Regions from separate parts of the Cricetulus griseus genome. Here region 1 is linked to region 2. The links are chromatin contacts, called in public Hi-C maps. All regions are on one chromosome and are shown on one strand. Each heading gives the region's core, a stretch centred on a gene start, on an enhancer-like site or on the middle of the called end of the contact. The rest is flanking DNA. Distances are from core to core; before and after follow the strand shown. Region 1 overlaps Lhpp (phospholysine phosphohistidine inorganic pyrophosphate phosphatase). Region 2 overlaps Fam53b (protein FAM53B).

Region 1 (4,150 bases), core at 1,487-3,986, 69 kb before region 2:
GGGGTCTCCTGTGTCATGACACTGTTGTGAGAACAAATGATCTTTCAGGGTGCACTCGACTTGTCCAAGGTTTGTGAATTTGGGGCTTCTCAAAAGAGAAAGCCATTCCACCAGAGCTAACACCTGTCGGCCCATGCCCAACCAGGGTAGCCCTTATCTAAGGGGAAATCACTGGAAATGGGACTCTGCCTGCCCCAGCGCAGGTTGGCTGGCCCGCCCAGTAAGTGGGCACAGTGGTTGCCAATCTATCCCCACACTTTAATTTGTCCTGGGTCCTCCTCCTCACCAAGCAAACAGAATCCAAGCAAGCACTCCATACCTCAGACAGAGTTTCTCCAGGAGGCATGGAATGGTGGCTATGGAATCTGCCTGTGCCAGGGAAGAATGAGGAGCTGTCACACAAGCTGTTCTCACAGCACCGCCTCTCTCTGGTGCAGTGTGGAGAGGTGACCTCATTTTATCCCATACTAGACGCAGGTTCCTCATGCCAGCTGAAAGGCCCAAGCTTCCTACTATATCCATGCAGCTAGTTGACACCCACTTGCCTTGTCCTTGTCTGACAGGGTACTTCAGGTATTGGGGGTATTGGGCAAAGTGAAACTCAGGGAAGATGTGATGGCACCAGGTGGGGGTGGTCAGCATCCAAGATGCATTGGCCTTCTCTAATCACCTCCCCCAGCCCCCAATTGTCCTTTTCTTCCCATCCCTCTTCTCCAGGGTCTCCAGCTCTACATTGCTTTCCGTCTTTCATGTGCTGCCTCCTGCTCTAGCCACAAGAGGGCGCTTTGTCACCAGGTTCTGGGAGAGCCAACCCTTCCTTCGTTCAGGACTTGAACACACAGGCCCAGGCAGCATATCAGGCCTCAGTGCATTCTCACAGGCAGCCCCCCCCACCCGCCCACACACACACACTCACTTATTCACATCCATGCCTCTGTTCTCCCAACTCACTCCCATGCATGCTCACCACCTCTTGCTCCCCTGCTGCTGTGTGGTTTTGTCATATTTGGGGTCAGGCTAGCTTGCTAGACTCAGGGCAGGCTGGGCTCTCAAGAACCAAAGCAAGTTCTGTGACCCATGGAGGCTTCTTTTTTGTTCTTCTCGAGCTGGCACCATCACCGGAGGAAAATCCTTGGAATGGTGATCTGGTCCTGGGGTCCCTGCCATTGTCAGAGAGGAGAAAGGCCGGGTCCCTGTGTCGGGAGAGTCCTTGCCCACCAGGTCCCCTATTGTCCCCTCTTAATTTGTCTCTTGAGCCCTTTGTCCATGCTGTGCCCCTCCACCCCTGTTCCCATGTGTCCCCACCTACCTCCTAAGCTTGTCTAGGTCCTGTAAGGATCCTTGCCTGGCCTCCTTATGATGGAATCTCAGTGTCCTTCAACCAGCAGGGGCCTCCACTGGCTCTGAGTGGGGACTAGAGGGGCAGGGTGACTTTTAACACCATGTGGTAACTAGCTTCTTTCTATCTATACCCCAAACATGTGCTCCAGGAGCTGGGAGTTAGATGGCTCAGTGAGTAAAGCATTTGCCTTGCAAACATGAGGACCTGAGTTCAGATCCTCAGAACCCACAGAAGACCAGATGTGTCAGTGAGCATCAGTAATCCCAGTATTCCTACAGTGCAATAGGCAGGGTCAGTAGAATCATGGGAAGTTTACGGGCCAGGGGCCAGGGGTAGCCTGGTGTCTACAGCAGCAAATAACCAGAGACCCTGTCTTAATCTCTGAGATTGTCCTCTGACTGCCACACAGTGACAGGCACACCCACACTCTCACAGATGAACATGTGTGAGTGCACACACACACACACACACACACACACACACACATACACACACACACACACGCATATACACACACGCGCGCGTACAAAAATTACAAAGAATTTCCCCAACCTTCTTATTTCCACAGCATTTTGGAATTTTCCAAATAGCTATCTTTATATGATGTTTCACACAAATCCCATTCGGGTCTCTCTAGTGACTCCCAGAACACTTTGGAGAGAACTATGAAGTTCCGTGGTGGCCTCCAGGCTCCTTCATCCCATGTTCCACCATGGCTCAGCCCCAACTCTGTCAGGAACAGTGGTTATGAAGCGTGCAGGCAGCAGTTTCACGTTCTTTTTCCTGAAGTCCAAGGTGTTCACATTGCAGAACCAATAGGGGCCCATTCAGGTTTCCCAGGCTGTGGATGACAAGCTCCAGTTCTACCCTGGTCTCTCAGAACCTGGGGACCATGGTGACACTTAGAAGTTTCTCCCCGTAGTGTGCCATAAACAGTTCTTCCTTACTCCTTCACTCTTCTGGACCACGGAAGATGGTTATCCTGCCTTAAAAACAGGGGGAGGTTGGGAACCTCTGACCTGACCTATTAAAGAGAGAGGCTGAGTTTGGGGAGTCTGTGGATAGCAGGCTGCTCTGGCCCTGGCCTTCCTACACCTCTCTGTCAGCTTCTTCACCTCCCAGTGGAGCAGTCCAATTCTGGAGTGTGCCACCAAGAGTCCCAGCTCTCATGGGTACAGATGTTCATGGGCAGTGGATCCCCAACAGTGTGTGTAAGGCTTGTTGTTGGTTGTTGTTTTTCTCGGTGTGTGTGGGGGGGAGGCCTTCTGGCAGGCATTAGCCAGCCCGGAGAGGAAGGGGTTAACCTTTTTGGATCCCACCAGTAAAGAGGAAGCTTAGTGTTTCCACGTGAAAGAGTTTAAAATAAACTTCTAGGCCAACTCAGACAGGGCTGCTGCAGCCAGATGGAAGGAAGCACACTGAAGTACTGGGATGGGTGAGTGTCCCAGCTGGTGTGCCGGTGTCTGCCTGACTGAGAAAGACACCACACACACACACACACACACACACACACACACACACACAGAGAGAGAGAGAGAGAGAGAGAGAGAGAGAGACAGAGACAGAGACAGAGAGAGACAGAGACACAGAGAGAGAGAGACAGAGAGAGAGACAAAGAGAGAGAGAGACAGAGAGAGAGAGACAGAGAGAGTGGGCTGTGGACAAGAGGTGGGCAAGCCAAGGCTTTAGTCTGGCCCCTGGAATGTAGTCCTGGCTCTGCTGGAGACCGCCAGGTGGCCCAGACTCCCTGGCTTCCTAATAAAAACAATAGCCATCCCTTTAAAAGAATGCGAGACTCACAGGGTGCCAGGAGACACTGTGCAGCTCCTTGGAACAACCCTAGAAAGTAAATATAGTAAATTATTTAAACTCAGTTGCCTCTGGGTTTAAATAATTCAAATTCAGGAACAGTTCAACCTGGTAGACCCCAGAGTTCAAGTGATTCTAAAAGACCCACTTCCCGTCTTCCCACTGCTTTCCAGCTGCTGAGAATAGTCCAGGGCACATGTGCTGTGAGGTACTCCGGGGAGGTGGTGGGCATCACACCACTGCCCACATGATCAGAAGCAACCTCTGGGATGGAGGCTTCAGGGATGTCATAAATCAAGGCCCAGAGAGTGGGTAGCAGGCATGGCCAGCCTGAAGCCAGCTGTGCAGTCAGATGTAGTAGATAGTTGGTACAAGACTGGAGGTGTTTTTGGTACCTTCTCTACCTTGATGCCCAGCTCAGGGTCTGCAGCAGACCTTCACTGCTCCAACGTCCCCAGTCCCACCTGGCCATAACTCTGGCAAGATTCCCCTCTGGTTTGGGGTAGCACTAAGTCTTACCAGCTAGGAGAACGTTGTGCCATGGCAGCCAGGGTGCTCACTGCGGTTGAGCCTCTCATTTCTGCCCCTCCCTCAGGTTGCTCCCCCTGTGTTCTGAGGGCAGTTGCTGCAGTGGGCAGTTCTGGAACAGCTCTTTCCCAGGCACTGTGCAACCTGGCAGTGTGCTCAGCCTGGCACTCCAGCCCAGGGTAGCCATGCTTTTCATTTGCCTTGCTGGTTCCTGTGGATTCTACTGCTGGTGCCTAGGCTGTGTGGACTGACTTGCCATGGTTTAGGGGCTTGTGAAGATGTTTTCATTGCTTTTGAAACCAGAAGCAAAAAGTATGTGAAGTTATTGTAGCTCAAGAAAATGCTTAGGCACAAGTCTGGGGCTCGCACGGTCCTGCCTCCTCTGGCCCAAGCCTCTCAATCCCACATTTTCCCTGCTGATCCCCTTCACCTTCTTTGGGAGGTTTTGGAGGGCATACCTGCCTGACCTCA
Region 2 (4,612 bases), core at 821-3,320:
CCCTTGATGGGAAAACTGGGACCCTAGTCTCCTCCCTTCCCTTCCCAGTTGCCATGAGCTAAATAGACCGCTTCTGCCATGCATTTCAACCATGCATCTGTGCTGCCACAGACCTAAGCAACCACGCCTGACAACCCTTTCCTCCTTCTAAGGTGTTTATCTCTGGTATTTTTTGTCACAGTGACAGACAGTTGAGCCTTTGGAAAATATGAGGGTTTCTTTGTATACTACTCTTAATTCCCAAACTTGAGTGTACTATCTAAAAACGTGACTGTATAGCTTTTTATTTCAGGAGAGGACATCCTAAGTTAGGGATGGAGGACAAAAATCTCCAGTCAGCTCGTATTTTTTAGGAAAGAAGCTTTCACCTTTTTTTTTTTTCCTTTCCTGTTCTTTATTGGTAAGAATTTTTACAAAACTATATGGACAAAACCAAACCAAATCAAACAACAGCAACAACAAAAAGCCTACCATGCCCAGCTTTCTTTACCTAGTACCACCAATTAAATCTGAGCTGTGAATGAGAAAACAAGAGAAAGGCCACGCGAACCAGGGGGAGGGAGGCATGCCTGTGTAGACAATTGCCTGTTTATGGTAAGCCCCAGAGCCTTCATGCATGCCCCTGGGTCCTTTTGCAAAACACAGGATTGGGACACCTTGGTGGACATTGCTGCCATGAGGATCCAATGTTCTTGCTGCATCTGCCTGCCTGCCTGCCTGCCTGCCTGCCTGCCTGCCTGCCTGCCTGCCTGCCCAGGGCTAGAATGGATAGGGCTTCCTGTCCAAGGGGAGAAATGTTGCTTTTTAGACTCCAAAGACAGTACCTGGCTCACCCAGAAGATCTCCAGAGTGAGTAAGAGAAATCTAGCTTGTCACAGGGTTCTGGGGGAACACTTCAGCACAAATGTGGAAGACACACTTGGGCTGGTGTCTACACTTTCAATGTGTGTGGTAATGCACCCCAGTTCCTCCTGTCATATCTCTATCCTTTCAGATGAGACGCAGAGACCAAGTTCAAAGTGCTAGACTCAAGTGCGGAGGGCAAATTAACTCCTAAAGAATAGGCAAGTAAGCATTGTGGAAACAGTTGTCTCATTCCTGAGACCCATCTACCTGAGCAAAGACAAATCAGAAGTAGTCCCCAGCCCTCCAAGGCTGTCCTTTGTGGCTGGCAGCCTGGTTCCCTTCCAGCTCAGGGTCAAATCCTAATAGTGCTCTATGTGCTCTATGTGGGGTCAGCAGGCACACCTAGCTATTCTGAGTCTCTATCTATCCTCTATGGAAAGGTGCTCCCAAGGGTTTGACCTTGCTGACCTTATAGCATCTACTCATTCTCTGACCTTTGGGAAATGCACCCTACTTCATAAGATAGCTAAAATGTCCACCAAGCCCCCCCCCCCAGCCTCTCTGCCCAGCAGAGGGAACCCCATGCCATCCATGTTGGAGCCCCATACCTGGGAAGGTTTCCAGAATCCTAGTGGGTTGTCACCTGCATAGAGCTCAATCAAAGAACCAGTATACATTAATTCACCCAGATGCCTGCTAGATAAAAGATGGGTGGGTGGGTGGGTGAGAGGTTGAAAATGATGGACGAGGAGCTGGGGTGAAGTTCAGTGGTAAGCACTTGCCTAACATGTGTGAGGCCCAGTAGGGAAAGAAGTATACACAGGGCACAACCTGTCTTTAACCTTAGAGTTAGGCTGCATGCTGAGTTTCTTTACAGTCTGTAAAATGGGGAAACACAGCCATACTTTAAGGGCTTATATCCAAACTCAGATGAAATCATGTGCAATGCTTGGCTCAGAAAGGTTTAACCAACAATAGTGCCCTGCTGCACCAAGCATGATGAAAAAATCCCAAGTGAGAAAGAGTGAGGCCCCATTGGCTCCACTCACAAGTCACCAGGGGCAGAACATCTGGTGCGCTGTGGCAAGGAAGGAAGGGCTGCACAGGCTCTCACTGACCACTGGAGTCCTATGAGGCAATGCACAGGGCAGTATCCAGCTGGGCTTGGCTAGCATGTCCCGGCGTGCCCAGGCAGGGTAAGTGGCTGGGGACATGCCCACGGGCATCGGGTGTGGCAGGACATTCCTGGGCACATTCTGCTTCTCTGGGCTCAGCTGGTTCCACCCACAGAGGCAGAGGTGAGTAGCAGGGACAAAGTATGCGGCTCCTTGATGTCCTCTGAGCCTGCCTAACAGAAGAGGACCTGTTAGAGAGGGCCACCTTTTTTGAGACTTTACCTGGAAGTAAATAAAACACTTGCTTTGTTTTGGTGTCCTTGAGAAAGAAAAACCCTGGACTCTTGCCTGCTGGGTACCTGCCAGGATAGCCTGCCCTTCCACCTCAAAAAAAAAAAAAAAAAAAAAAAAATGAAAAAACAACCCATTTCTTCAACCTGAGAAGGAGCCCCTGGTGTCACATTCCCAGGCAGTTGGGTGGGGTCTGCAGTGGAAGGGTTCCATAGTGTCCACTGATAGCAGGCTGGACCTGGGGCAGATCCCAGCAAGAGGTAAAGATTCTGGACAGGAAGAAAGGTAGCAGGAGAGCCTCAAGATTCTGATGCGGGGGTGGGGAGGGTGGGGGTGGGGTGGGGGGTATACTACGACACTCTGCCTTAGTAGTGAAGCCTGGCCCAGTTCAGGGTATGCTCTGTCCAGACAGACCCAGAGTAGAAGTCTTCACATCTCCACTTGAGTGGCTCAAAGAGACATGAAGGGAATGGTGATGCTCACCTTGGGGACTGCCATGCAGAAGCTGCGAGCTCAAGGCCTCTGTGTGTTCCCATTTGCAAGTTCCCCGACAGGCTCTAGAAGGGTTGGCCAGGGCAGGTCTCTGTGGCTTTGACTTTCCCAGGGACACACCTCAATATAACTGTGCATTTCCTGATAGGTTTATTTTTTTTTCCTTTTGTTCATTTCTGCCTAAAAGCTTGGCAGGACCTAAAAACACAGCACCTGCATCCCTGGGCATTTAGAAGACCCCAGGGAACCGTGCCCTGCCGGGTGTGGCTGCCACAGACATCTGTCCTGTAACCAGGCCAGGGAGATCTTCATGAAGTACAGGAAAGCTGGGCCTTGCATGTGGATAAGTCCACAAGGACTGTTTCACTCTCATGCCAACACCTTCTCTGGATACTGTGATTAAACAAAACAAAACAAACAGGCCAGCTTTGAGGGTAAGGTAAAGGGAAGCAGAGATCCAATTTTGTCTCAACAGATGGGCAGTCTGGCATGGCCTAGATGCTACCCTTCACAAAGCTAAAACCTCCTTCCTACAGGACAGCCAGTCTGGGGGGGCTGCTACCTTGGTGGCCTGACAGATGGGTGTTCAGGCTAATTCACAGCCATCATGCTTGGTCACAACCACAGCCTGACTGGCTAATGTCCTCTGGTAGCAATGTTCACTCTAAGTGGAACCCTGTAGGTCCGTGCCCCATAGAGACACATATACACTAATAATTGATGCTCATAGACGTGAAGGTGGTGACTCCAGGGAGATGGAACCATGGATGTCTCTGTAATTATCTGGCAGGCTGGGGTGAGTCTAGAGGGAACCCCTAGAGCTAGCACACATCTCTGGTATCCAGGATGACTACTTCCCTACTTCCTATTTTCTTGTGTCCTTTCCCTGATAATTGCCACCACTGTCTCCTCTAAGTGAGACTTTAGTATTTTCATAGAAGCAAGAAAAACTGGCAGTCCTGGAAGGACTTCTGGGCCTGTCCTACCAGAATCACTCACACAGCCCTATTTTCTCACTACTAGCTTGAGGGTATTAGAGAGGGAGGGAGAGAAAAAGACACACAAAAGACACAGCAGCCCCTCCCTCAGTGGCTGACAAGAATATATGTGTCTTGAGAGACGCTATCAACTGTACCAGTACTTGGGCTAATGGAGAAGCAAGGAGCCCACTGGCCCAGCTGAAAGCAAAAAAGCAACTTCCAATGGATCGAAGGAGAAACATTAATTGCGGCTTTACAAAACTCTTTTCTTTGCAGCAAGGCAAGGGCCGTGGGGCCACTGAAGCCCAGGCGGCTTCAGAAGCTCCTGCTATTCACTACTTGCAGGTGGCTGACCGGTTTCCCAGGGCTGCTCCAACGGTGACTGCGCCCTGCTCTTTCAGCATGCCTGCAGGACTCCATACAGGTCCACTTAAACCAGTCTGAACTGTGAAAGGCTCCATCTCTCACCGCCCAGGCCCAGCGGCCCAAACAGAGCCCTAAGAGGGCTGGAGGGCCAGTGGGAGAATGGTGCCAATTAAAAGCCCAGAGCCTGTGGGCCTTTCTCTTTCTTGTTTTCATTCCTACAGCTACATTGTGTCCACTGGCAGCAGGTTCCAAAGACGAGGCAGTCCATTCACCTCCCAGAGCTTTGGAGCCTCCATCACTGAACTAAGCCAATTAAATACATGGCTCCCGCCCTGGCAGCTTGAAAGATGGGGTGCATCTGTGCACACTGGGAGGATGGGTCCCTTCAATCTCCACCCATTCCAGAGAGGCACGGGATACATGGAGAAGGCAAGGCCCCACCTGGGCATCTAACTCTAGAAAAACCCAGTCTCTTGAACCTCTGGAACGTTCTAGGGCTGCCTGCAAGTGCCAGAAGCTCCC

The links. Hi-C and Micro-C count contacts between places; a contact is called where the count stands out from the background.
Region 1: a Hi-C map of liver shows a contact between it and region 2, with 1.9 times the contacts expected there. The contact joins two enhancer-like sites. A contact is called at or near these places in 2 of 8 Hi-C or Micro-C datasets (the CHK-Q cell line and liver).

The regions. Positions count from the first base shown.
Region 1 is chr3:68,188,662-68,192,811 of CriGri-PICRH-1.0, reverse strand. The region is part of intron 6 of Lhpp (phospholysine phosphohistidine inorganic pyrophosphate phosphatase); the gene reads left to right. Among named protein-coding and RNA genes, the nearest start is that of Lhpp, 42 kb to the left of the region's middle. Within about 2 kb of position 2,736, at least 1 of the 6 cell types and tissues checked has open chromatin away from gene starts, as enhancers often do.
Region 2 is chr3:68,118,934-68,123,545 of CriGri-PICRH-1.0, reverse strand. The region is part of intron 3 of Fam53b (protein FAM53B); the gene reads right to left. Among named protein-coding and RNA genes, the nearest start is that of Fam53b, 47 kb to the right of the region's middle. Within about 2 kb of position 2,070, at least 2 of the 6 cell types and tissues checked have open chromatin away from gene starts, as enhancers often do.